2 separate regions of the Zea mays genome follow, and region 1 is linked to region 2. Evidence: chromatin contacts called from public Hi-C data. All regions are on one chromosome and are shown on one strand. Each heading gives the region's core, a stretch centred on a gene start, on an enhancer-like site or on the middle of the called end of the contact. The rest is flanking DNA. Distances are from core to core; before and after follow the strand shown. Region 1 holds the start of LOC103639093. Region 2 holds the start of LOC100280588.

Evidence for each region. Hi-C and Micro-C count contacts between places; a contact is called where the count stands out from the background.
Region 1: a contact with region 2 is called in a Hi-C map of leaf, with 4 times the contacts expected there. The contact joins the promoter of LOC103639093 here to the promoter of LOC100280588 in region 2. A contact is called at or near these places in 12 of 25 Hi-C or Micro-C datasets (bundle sheath, ear, endosperm and 5 more) and 1 of 3 datasets of contacts at active chromatin or transcription factors (leaf).

What each region holds. Positions count from the first base shown.
Region 1 is chr1:142,184,759-142,191,267 of Zm-B73-REFERENCE-NAM-5.0, forward strand. It overlaps LOC103639093, which reads left to right and starts at 3,382. Exons shown (of 1, transcript XM_008661897.4): 1 at 3,382-6,509. The coding sequence starts at 3,716. The coding sequence ends at 6,439.
Region 2 is chr1:141,676,648-141,683,160 of Zm-B73-REFERENCE-NAM-5.0, forward strand. It overlaps LOC100280588, which reads left to right and starts at 4,564. Exons shown (of 2, transcript NM_001153507.1): 1 at 4,564-4,858. The coding sequence starts at 4,672.

The sequences.
Region 1 (6,509 bases), core at 2,132-4,631, 510 kb after region 2:
AGCTGCCCGGTGCACAGGACAGTGAATAGTAACTCTGTCCTGTGCACAGGTCAGTGAATAGTAACTCTGCCCGGTGCATAGGATAGTGAATAGTGACATATCCTGTGCATAGGACAGTGAATAGTGACCTGTCTTGTGCATAGGACAGTGAATAGTAGCCTGTCCGGTGCACAGGACAATGAATAGTAGCCTGTCCGGTGCACAGGACAGTGAATAGTAGCATGTCTGGTGCACAGGACATTGAATAGTAACCTGTCCGGTGCACCAACGGCTACCTCTTCCAGGGAAGGAAACTGCCAATCAGATCCGTTATTGTTCACTGTCCGATGCGCCACCGGACAGTCCGGTGCACCCGCAACCAGGGAAGGCTGGGAGCTTCCAAATGAAGCTCCAACGGCTCCTAGGCCCTTTGGGGATATAAAAGGGACCCCTAGGCGCCTCAAACAAGAACACAAGTGCAGCCAACAAGTCCATACATCATTTGGATCAATTCTTTCTCTCCCTCTCTTATGTATCTCTCTAGTTTGTGTAGAGGCGAAGTTATAAGCCTTTAGAGAGAAGGGAAGTGCTGCTGAGAGCTAGAGCAATATCTTGAGCGCATTGTTACTCTGCCGGAGTGCTGTCGAGAAGATTGTAAGCATCCACGGCATCGTTGTAACTGATATCAACATAGTGGAAGGCTCTACCTGTCGCACTGACAGATCTGAGCAAACGGGGGAAGGAGTTGAAATAGACTCCAAGCCAAGGTGTGGCTAACTCCAACGAGGACTAGGCAAGCATTTTAGGCTTGGCCGAACCACGGGATAAATCCCTGTGTATGTGTGCTCTGCTCTGTGTTGTGTGTTGTTTCTCTGTCTTATTTGTTGTTTATACTTGCACTTCAATATTTATATGTGGTACAAGCTGTCTTCGAAGTGCAGGGTATTTTAAGACAGGAACTTCAATTCCGCTACAACCTACTCGAAGGGTCTTTCATTCCACTGTGATCCAGCCTTCGAGTAGAGTAAGAATTTCAAGTTATAAAGTGATAATTATTATTCACCTATTCACCCCCCCCCCCCTCTAGGCGACATCCAGATCCTGTTCCCGGGCATAGGGAACTTTCATTAATGGCATTTAAAGAGAGCATGTATAACTCCTCAATCTCCTTGTCCTCTTGATCCAGTTACTACAACATTGCATCAATAAACACCTTCCCCATATCCTAAAAAGTTAAAGCATGTAATTGAGGCATCACTCTCTTTGAACATTTACCTTGATGGCCAGGTTCAAATTTCTCACCACAAGTGAAACAAAGTCCATTGGCCCTTCTAAACTCCCTTATCTATCTTTCTTTGATCAACTCACTGGGATTGAGCCATGTTCTGATGTCAAGTTTCAGAGTATTTCCCATGGGTTTGTTAGCAGCCAGACCTTTTTGCAACTTCACCCTTCCTTTCTCCAGCACTTCTTGTTGTATTTGAGCAAGAACAATTGCTTTGTCCATAGATTGAGGCATATGAGTCATGATTGGACTCTGCACCTCTCCCTTCAACCCCTTCCATTGAGATACAAAGAAGATATCATCCAACTAAGGGTTGTGCATGGATGTAGCATACCTAGCTTCCTCAAACTCCTAGGAATACTCCTCCACTTAATTATTCTGATATAAATTCAAGAGATGCCTCACGACTTGGGAATACTCCTCCACCCCAAATTTTGCATTGACATCTCTAGAGAATTGCATCCAATTTCCCAATCCATGCTTCATCTTGTGCACTTGTAGCCACATCACAACATTGCCTTCCATGTACATGGCTGCAGATATTGCCCAAACTGCCTTAACAACTTGGTAGATGGTGAAGTAGTCTTGACATTTCTCTAACCAAATTCTAGGATCCGCCCTTGGAACTTGGGGAAAGAGTACTTGGGTTGTGCTGGTTATCCATGTCCTCCTGCACCCTGATCTCCAACATCTCTGAACCAGTTGGAATTTGCTCTTCTTTCTCCTCTTTTTGATCACCCTGATCAGGCCCCTCCTAATGACCTAGAGCCTATTTCTTCCAACTCTCTAGCCATCACCTCCAACTATAAACGCGCCACCACCTTACCAGGTTCCTCTATCTGGCTGGCCAGGATGGTGTGTTCCTCCTCTGCCTTTTTTGCCACCGTTGCTGCAAGTTCAGCTTGACCTTCCAGACATTGTTGACCAGCTTCCACCCCTTCCAACTTCTTCCCCAAATGGTCCAGCACCTTCATCATCTGCTCCCACTTCTCCTCCCCTCGCTGCTCTATAGACACCATTGCCTCCAGCATTAACCGGGTTTGAGCAGATGGTTTGAAATTTGGCATCGTCTTGATGACTTCCAGGGATCAAAGACTTTGATACTACTTGTTATGGCCCTTGGCCCACGGTATCACCAACCGAGGTGTGAGCTCTCTTCTCCTGATCTAGGTGGATCTACTCAGGTAAACCTCATCAGAGGTGAGGAAGAACACAGGTATGTGGCTAATCCTTTTAATGATTCGATTCCCTTTTCTGTTATTCGGATACAAGATTTATAGTGTCTAATAAGGCCCACGAGTGAATCTAGGATTAGGGCTTAATCCAGCCCAATACAATCCATTAATCCCTCCCAAACCTTTTTCTTAATCCTTACTCAGGCCTCGTTTGTTTGTGTCCGATTGCACCGGAACCGTTCCAGTTAATCAAAGTTTATATAAATTAGAGAAGCGATCCGGTTAGGAATTGTTCCGACCCACCAATCCGGCACAAACGAACAAGGCCTCAATCTACTAAGGCCCTGTTTGGATCCACCTAGTTTCTTAGAAACTGGTTTTTAAAAGCTGAAAGGTCTCCAAATAGGTCAGTTTTTTATTTAGTTTCTAAAAACTAGTTTATCAGTTTCTTAAAAACCAAGAAGCTGGTCTCCCCAGCTAAAACCAGTTTTTAAGAAACTAGGTGATCCAAACACCTTCTGCTAGTTTTTGTCAAAAGGTAGTTTTTAGAAACCAAATATAGAAACCAATTTTTAAAAGACTAGGGTGGATCCAAACACAACCTAAGCCATATCCACACAATCAGCCCTAACATGTCGTGCTCCCGTTTCTCAGTCCATCTAATCACCATGGCAGTAGAGGACACTACGGTCGTGCCGCGGCCGGCTGCACACTCAAGGCAACTCCAGCAGCTTCTCCTCCACTCCTTCTGCCACAACCACATGAAGGACTAGTTTAGACGCCCGTAAATTAGAAGGGATTAGAGAGACTAAAATCTCCTTATTTAATTTTCAATAAGAAAATTTTAGCCTCTAATTTACTTCGATTTTGTGGTTTCCAAACTAGCCCGACTCATAAATCGAGAACCATTTTGTGATTCCCAAACTAGCCTGACTCATAAATCGAGAACCGTGGCATGCAGTGTCAGTACACTGTCATGTGGGCCCTTGAAAGGAGGCAAGTGGGGGTATTCTGTGCTATAAAATGGAGAAGCTGCACAGGCGATGGATATCAAGGAATCAACAGAGAACCTCTTTACTGTTCATCTTCCTCTGTTCTCTAGTCTGTTCATCTTCCTCCATTCTCTAGTCTGTTCATCTTCCCCAGCTTTATCTCTCTTGTACCCAGATTCTCTTCCATTCTAGTACCTTGCTGTTATTAGTTGAGTTCAAGAGGCTAGTGCTGTTAACAAGTGGTATCAGAGGCGTTCGATCCTCGACTTCAATTTGCCAACGCCATGACTCTCAACGTCAAGCTCATCCTCGACGAGTTTAATAGGAGGTTCGACGAGTGGGAGACTCGCTGGGACCGACGCTTCTCGTCTGCCGCGTACATCGACCAACCGCCCACCCCGCCCAGCGTCAACCACCCCTCCTCCGACGCATCTGCCCGCGCGCCGTCCACCCGGGCTGCGGCCGTTGGGGCCGTCGTCATCGCCGACAACTGGGGCGGATGCTTCGATGACGGCGAGCGGTACTGCACAGCGCCATCCGTCATCGCCGACGACTGGGGAGGATTATTTGATGGCGAGGTCGCGAATGTCAACACCGAGTTCGCCGACCACTGGTACGGTCCATCCTCCACCGACCCCGACGCACCACACGATGCGGACGCCGACAGCTTCTTCATCAACACCGGCGAAGGGCCCGTAGAGCCAGTTTTTGGCGATACGGCCGTAGGCGCGCTTGGTGACGTGGGCGCTGTCCCAGATCTAGTGGAGGAGGAGGAGGTACCTGTCGACACGCCCGCCAAGTGTTTGATGAGAGTCCTCAACCGCAGCGACTACTACGTTTCCAACCGTGGCGACTACTACGGTCCATACACTTCCTCCACCGTCGACGCGGCGGCGGTGCTGCTCGCCGACGCGGCCGAGGCTCGACTCGACTGGCGCTTCGCCAAGCTGCCGCAGCCGCAAGCTGAGGAGGTGGACGAGCCGTTCCGCGACGTGGCGAACCCTCCGTCGCATCCTTCCATCGTCTACGAGTCGTACCGCGACGCGGCCGAGGCTCGACTCGACTGGCGCTTCGCCAAGCTGCTGCAGCCGCAAGCTGAGGAGGTGGACGAGCCGTTCCGCGACGTGGCGAACCCTCCGTCGCATCCTTCCATCGTCTACGAATCGTACCGCGACGAGGCCATGGCGGGAGCCGGTGCTAGAGCGCTTGCTGGCCGTTGCAACGAGCGGCCCGCAAGGGGACGCAATTCCTCCTCCGACGACAGATCCGAGCAATCCTACCTCACGCCCACCTGTGAGGCCACCAACAGGGCCCCTGCACCCGACAATAGGTTGATGGCGTCCGTCGACCACCGCCGACGCCAAACTCTGGACGAAGAAGGAGGTGTCGAGCAGGAATCGGGCGGTGCCATTGCCGACAAGGTGGAGGCTGTGGCGACGCACGAACTTCCTAGAGATGAGACCGGAGCAGAGGTCGCAACCCAGCAGCCATGGCGCCTATGTCGATCCACTTCGTCCCTGGTGATGATGGGTTCAGATGGAGCATGCATGGGGTTTGCAGCTACTCACCGTGGCGAGCTTGTCGCTGGCGGACACGCTGGAGGAGCACTCTGCTCCGGAGTTGTCGCAGTTTCCGTTGGACACGTGCGAGTTCACGTTCAACCGTGCGTCCGTTCCGCGGATGGAGCTGCTCACCCTGGGCATCCTCGAGGGGTGGGTGGTCGCCGACATCCCTTTCCCCTACATCTGCTACTTCGTGGCGCAGTTCTGGCAGGACGAGCGCCAGGCGATCTGCGAGCGCGCCGTGCAGCACCAACTACCTCAAGCATTGAGGAGGATGTACCCTTCGACACGCTCACCAAGTGTTCGATGAGGGTCCTCAACCGCGGCACCAACTACGGCCACAACACGGCCGCTTCACTGAAGACCAGTGGAAAGAGGGCCGAATTCATCGTCTCCATCGTCAAGGGCCGCGGCGGCTCGCTGTTCCGCGAGAAGATGATCGTGGGCGTTGGCGCTCACTTCATCGTCATCGTCGACGCGTCCAAGCTCGTGTCGCGCCTCGGCTGCATGGGCGCCAACCCCATCGAGGTCATCCCCTTCGACGCGCTCCACGCGCTGGGACTCATCTGCGGCCTCTTCGACGGCTTGCCTGGATCCCACACCAGGCGGAGGTCTGTTCCCGCCGCCGCCGCCAACGGGAAAGAAGACTCGAAACAGTACATCATCACCGACAACGACAACTACATCGTCGAGGACGGCATCCGCGGCGACCTGCGCGGCATCAGTGATCGTCTGCTTCAGATCACCGGCGTCATAGAACACGACATGTTCCTGGGCTACTTTTCCCACGCTGAAGAAGGTGGAGATGCGAGGACGAAGGTGCAGCTGACAGAGGCCGCGGAGCGTTGCTTCGACGAGCTGGTCGGAAGAGGCCTGCTCCGTCTCACGGTCGGAAGCAATGGAGCCGCGGGAGCCAGGATGCCCATCATGATCTGCTCCTTCGCGAAGGACGTGTATGACCATGAGAACTTCTGCACTGAGTCAGCAGCGAATAATCTTTCCGAAGTGCGACGGTTGTCCATCGTTGAGAACGAGGCTGACGATCGCATTGGTGAGGGGATGACAATGGCAGCATGGACGACGAGCATGGAAACAGTGGTTAAGCTAGAACAGGCCGGCGAGCGCCTGTGGGTCAAGATGGGCGGCCACAAGGTGCTCAACGTCGACAAGTACGACAACATCTTCGCCAAGCCAGGCGGCTCATTCCGCGGCCCCGATGTGCACGTCGAGACGGCCAGGAGAAATACTGTCACCTATAGCATTTTGGAGCAGAGAGACGCACAGAAGGTTCAGCTCTTCAAATCCATTAATAGTGGTGCTGTTTTTGGCTTTCCCGAGAATCTTGAGGAAGCTGCAAGAGCTAGTCTCATGAGTGGAATTAAGCAACCATGGCCTCCACCTATGGAGTTGAGCGATTGGATTTGTGCAGGGCCTCCGGCAACTTGACGATAAGGGTCAGCGGCTTGGGGGCAAGCCGCATTTTAAGCGTTGGGGAATGTCAGTACACTGTCATGTG
Region 2 (6,513 bases), core at 3,314-5,813:
TACTCATAGTTTGAGTTGGTCTTTGACTGAGACGCTTATGCGAAGTACTCATAGTTTGAGTTGGTCTTTGACTGAGATGCCCATGACTTTGTCGTCTTCTATGATGTCTTCGGCTTCCAGAGGGTAAAGCTTGGTGAGGGGTCTCGAGGGAGGTCTTTAGAATTGTACGTGCAAACGGTGCCTTTATGGGTGAGAGTGGGTTTTCTGTTCGGGGATGTTTGTTGTTTATTGCTCTGTCGTTCTTGGGTGTGGCCTCAGGGGCATCATTAGTGAGGGTTCCTTTGCATTTCTTCTCGGCGAGGGTCGCCTTCGTAGCATCACCCAGTGATGTGCTGGCTCTGATTGTCTCTTTCTTGGGGGCCATCGTGGGTTTGTTCTTTCGTAGCACAAACGGTGGACGCCAAATGTTGGTTCCTTCCTGACACGTGGACAGGTGGGCCCAACACTTGAGAGGCAAGAGGATTATGGTGCACAACGAGGCAGTAGGTAGGGACTGTAGCGTCTTGTTATGCGTGTCCCATCCGTGTACAGGGTAGGGGTATTTATAGGTAACCAGGAGGGGCAGTGGGTCCCCAAGTACTGTTATGCCCCCGGTTACCCGCTACATTCCTAGAATATTCCCCTTAACATGGTCATTACAGTGGACGGAGTACAATAATCCAGACATACTACGAAATCTACCCCGCAATGAGGCTTACAAGTGGGCCCGAAGGACTACGAGGTAGAGCCTGGGTCTCTACGTAATCTGTCGTGGCCTCCGCTTGTGTGTCACACCCTTGATTCCACGAAGTCACATCCTAGCCTTCGTGGGACTAGGAGTTCGCATCTGGGACAAGGCCTTCAGGGTGCGTCTAAGGCTGTAGTGAGCCCCCTCCTCGTCTGACGTGGACATTCGCCTTTGCCCCTATCGAAGGAAGATGAGTGGAGACTGATGCAGCCTGATCCGAAGTACCCTTCGATTGATGCACCTGTATAAGAAACGTCTGGTCGTAGCCGGGTTAGACAGATCAAGGTTGTGTTCGACCTCCGCTCCAACAGCCCGCTCATCTGTCATGCATATACATTGTTAGTGGTAACTTCGTCTTCGGTGCGATGTTTGTACAATAGCCTTAGCTAAAGGTGTCCTTCAGCAATTGTTTTGTTACACTTAAAACAAGCTAAAGAATAAATGCTGAGTTAGTGTTTTGATGACCTTCGAAAGAGAAAAGGTCCCCAACAAACATATTCTACGAGGTGAAAGAGCCCGTTGCAGGAATTAAGGTTGACTCTTTCTTTTCCAGCCAATCCAAATGATTCCTCTCTCTAAATATTAAATATTTTCAGCTTTAATTTAATCAACTTAGACTGTCTCTAGCGGATAATATAAAATAGGGGACGTGAAACTGTAGATGACACTGTTTGACACTTTTTGTAGAGTGAACTTTAAAATAGGGGATGAGATAGGGGATGGAATTAGGGATCTGCTAGAGATTGACTTAGAGTTATCTAAGAATAAGCTTATTAAATGTATGGATTTTATTGTTGGCTCTTAATGACATGTTAATAGTATAGAGCCTTCAGATGATTCTTCTATCCTATGAAGGAATACTAGCAGCTGCTCGCTGCGAGATAGCATGCTAGCATGATAGCGCTAGATTCTCTATGGCGTTCCCTCAGGCTATCCATAGTAGTTCCTCTAAATTTCTCTTCATATATCCTAATTTTCGGTCATATCATCCAGATTTCTCCCTCTATTTTACTACCCACATCAGTTTTCTCTATATCACCTCTCTATACTCCACCACAATCATATAATATTATTTTCCTTCGACTAACATAACTATATATTCTTCTCACTTTTTCTTTTACTTCTCACCTTTTCTTTTACTTTAACAGAAATAATTGTTTTGCACCAAATAATGGGTAACTTTTTAACTTGTTATTATTTTATTGTTGTAAATAAACAAACAAATCGCACAAAAGTACGTCACAAAAAATCCAAACAAAAAACATTGTTATCTTTTACATAGGTGACAAGGTCATCTAAGAATTTGCTTGATTCCTTTTAAATAGAAAAATAAATATAACATACGTTGGCACTCATGAATACTCCATCCGTTCATAAATATATCACATCGTTGACTTTTTTAAAAACTTTCACCACTCGTCTTATTCAAAAAAATAATGAGTTATCATTTATTTTTTTTATGATTTTCTTTATCACTTAATACAGTTTGTTAAAATTTTATAGTTTTGAATAAATATTTTGAATAAGACGAGTGGTCAAAGTTTTTGAAAAAAAGTTAACGGTGTCATATATTTGTGAACGGAGGTAGTGCTAAACAAAGCGACAAACGCATAGTGTGGAGGTCACGAGAACCATCGTGAATGGAAATATAGTGGCCGATCAGACTTGGAGGGAAAGAGAGTATTAGGTTGTCTCCAGCAACGTCCTCTATATTCATACTTTATATCCGTCCTTTACAGTCTTCTCTAAAAGATCTCATCATCTCTATCTTCTTCCTCTTTAACAACATCTTGTAAATCACGTCCTCTATACACAAATACCTATATTAGAGACATTTTTATTTTTTTATTTTTGTACATACGTATTTGTCATACTCTTAAATGTATTGTACATATTTTAGTTTTGCTAAACCGGTTATTTAAAGTATTCAAATGGATAGAGGATCGTTTAGAGAAACTTTATATATAGAGAAACTAGCCGCGTTCTCTAAATTTAGAGGACCATTTAGAGAACGCTGCTGGAGAGTGTAGGAGAACATTTAATCATTTATATTTAGGGTAGAGGAGCTTTTAAAATATCTTGCTGGAGCCGGTCTTAGGCTGTCTCCAGCAGGAGACTGTAAAGGTTTTGTACTCTAAATATAGAGGACGGTCAGGTCCTTTATCCCTCCAGCAAGGAACTCTAAAGCGTCCTCTAAAATTTAGAGGATGGCATGCGTCCCCTATCTATAGAGGGTGCTCTATACACTGTACACCTTTTTGTGTCTGTACGGTCACGTGGTGACGAGTAGTAAAAAATAATATAGAATGTCAAATCTAGTACACTGTTGATATAGAGGATGAAATTTAGGGGATATTGCTGGAGATGAAGAAGATATAGAGTACATAATATTTTAGAGAGTGCTGTAAAGGACAAAAAATATTCCTTTAGGGGATCAAATTTAGGGGACGTTGCTGAAAACAGCCTTAGACTATGTCCAGCAACAAACTGTAAACCGTTTGGTGGTCTCGTTTTTTGCTCCAACAACGTACGCTACACCCTCCTCTAAATTATAGAGTGTGTAGCTCATGCACCAAATATAACATTTACTCTATCTGATATCGTGTGGACGCTCGATCGATGTGATTGGCTGGTGCATAGGGCTGGAAATGGATGTCTAGAAATCCGAATTATCTGTATTCATATTTATATTTACTAAAACTACTAATATGGATATCCGTATCCGTATTCGATTTCAATACAGATATCAAATCGATGTATCTGAATTCGATTTATAGTACTTTTCTCTATCAGATTCCATATTCGTATTAAAAAAACCATGAAACATCCTATACTATCTGTATTCGTGAAAAAATATGTTCATGAAATCATTTAAAACTTAACTTTATCACTAATTACCAATTACAAATGATTTTAAGTTTAATAATATACTAGAAAAATGATATATATCATTTAAAATATTTTAAAAATATTTGTATGATAAATAACTAAATATATCAACCTTATATTTCTAGCGATATTCAATAATAAAATTCAATATATTTTATAAACATTCAATTATAACTCTCCACTTTATCTTAGAGAACACATCTCAACGAAGTTCCATAAACATTCAACTGTAACTCTCCACTTTACAATATATAGATAAATTTCTTCATGTTTTCATTTAAGTTTTGGTACACACATTTGATATCAATTTTAGTTTACTTGTATTTGTACAAATGTCACTTATTAAATATCGCGTGTTGTTGTTTACCTTTTGTTACATGATTCGATAGTTTAAAAATATTATTTATATAGTTTTGTTAACTTGGATATGGAGTATCATAAGAAATCTATTTTAATTTAAGTTTGTTTTGACTATCTATAAACTTGTACTTAAATAAAAATCCACATATACATATGTTAAATTTTATGGTATGTTGTTTGAGTTGAATTGAGTAAATATCCGAATAAGAATTCGGATTTGACTATCCGTTTTGTATTCGCATCCGAAGATATTCGAATTTGTATTCGAATCCGTACTAAAATATAGTAAACTGTAACATTCAAATTCGTATCCGTGCGTATTCGATCCGTTTCCACGTCTACTAGTGCATTGCCTTCAGCCATGGTGAAGTACGAAATGTGATCAATGTGTTAGGTCTCGTTAACCTCCCAACCAATCAAATGCTACTTCTACACAATTAATGAAGAGAAAATGCGTTGGATTTTTTTTTTTGTTAATATGGCTGTCACCGACTCACCGTGCGGTGCGCGCACACCGCCCTCCACATGCCGACATAATTCCACGCTGCCCCACCACGCGGACTCGGGGCGACCATTATTCCTCTTCACGCTTCACACGCACCGCCCGCAGGCCGTCATCCCACGCATTCGCATCCTTCCCCGCTCTCGCTCTCTCAGCCGCAGAGCCACTCGTGTCGGTGACGGCGGCGAAGGCAATGTCATCCCTCCGCCCGTCCCTCCTGCTCGTGGTGTCGCTGCTCGCGGCGGCTCTGCTTGCAGCGGCGCCGTCCTCCGCGTCTCGCGACCTCCGCCCGCTCCAGGCGAGCTTCGTCGTGCGCGGCCGCGTCTGGTGCGACAACTGCCGCGCGGGCTTCGAGACCCCCGCATCCACCTACATTGCCGGTTCGACGCCTCACCGTTCCCTCCCTCTCGTATGGCTTTGCTATGCTACTGATATGCTTGCTGAATTCGAATAAACTTCCCCCCTCCCCTTCTGGATCTGGCTGTGTACATACTGTTTGGTTCAACGGAGTGTTGTTTGGATGCGCTTTACTGCTCTGGGCGTGTGAGAATGGCGTCGAGCCTCGTACGTCCTTAAACTACAAAGTCGGCTGCATGTTTAGTGTTGGTTTGTGCAGAAGGTTAGCGCTCGTCCTCCTCGTCCATGACAACATTGCACGTGTAACTTGTTCGATTCCACAACAGATTTGTTCTAGTTAGATCCACTTGTGTTTTCTTTTTCTTTCTCTCTCATTTTGACGAATATCTGGTTCTGATACGAAATGTCTAGTTGCGCTAGGGGATCTCGCAGACGTGCGCTTAATACATGCTAGCTAAATGGACATGAGTGTGCAATCTATGGATCCATTGGCTTTTAATATTTTGGTGGTGATGAATAGTCAAGCGAGATCTAGGATGTTAGGTGCTCGCTCCGACCACTGTTCGTAGACCGTGGACTTCTTGATCGGGACATGGAGTAGTTTATGATTCTCTGTACTCAATACTCAGTAGTACATTGTTGGACATTGGATCTAGATCTGGCCATACTCCTTATGTTTGATGGTGCTGCCAATTAATGAATCAGAACAGTGAGTCGTCTTTAGATCTCTGCACTCTGAAATAAATAAATAAATTATATATTATAGATGAACCAATCTTGTTTATAGGAATGCATGTTTCTCTGGTGTCTAGGGAAGCAGTCATCACTGAACTCGAATAAAAAATTAGAAATACTCAATCTTTGTTGTCCAAACTTTGATGTTATTGATGTCATAGTGGACAATATAGAAATGATGTTGAGTTGTTGACTACCCCAGACTGACATTCATACGTCGTGTTATATTTGTAGCTAGAGAAGGTTTTCTGAATTAGAGTGAATACGTTAGTTTGCCCCAGGCAATACCACGGTGGTATGTGTCTTAACCTGTATAACTGCTGTCATTCTAGCAGGAGATAATTGTTATCTTTTTTTGTATTTATACCAGGGAATATGTCACTTTATTCTTTTCGAAGGACAGTTACTTTTGTCTTTGAACATTATAAAGTAACATAGCATGAAACTCAACTGCTGTGTATTTTCTAAACTGCAGCTGCACATGATTCATCTTGTCTGTGTACTGCGAAACAGTGTAAGAAATGGAAATAGTGGTCTTCAAGATCACATGATCTTTTAAATTACATGCAACTACAAAGCAGACTTGAGAAGCAATAACTGCCCAAAAGTAAAGCAAAAACACTACATCCAATTGAAATAAATACCTCTTATGATTCCATTCTATTTCAAAGAAACCATTGCCCTCCTTATGGATTTGTGCAAAAGGCCCTTTCCCTCTTTAGCTGTAAGCTGCATATAATCATGCTACCGGAACATGAGGTATTTACTTTTTTGCATTCAAATGGCAACTATAATTGTTAACCAGTGGTGTGGCACAGGCAAACAAGATGAAATCTTTGGTTCCTTATCTGTTGTATTTCAGAGTTCAGAACTTAAAACTTCTATAGGTATTGTTCACACTAATTTATATTTTATTAAAGATTACAATTACAAAAGGCACTAG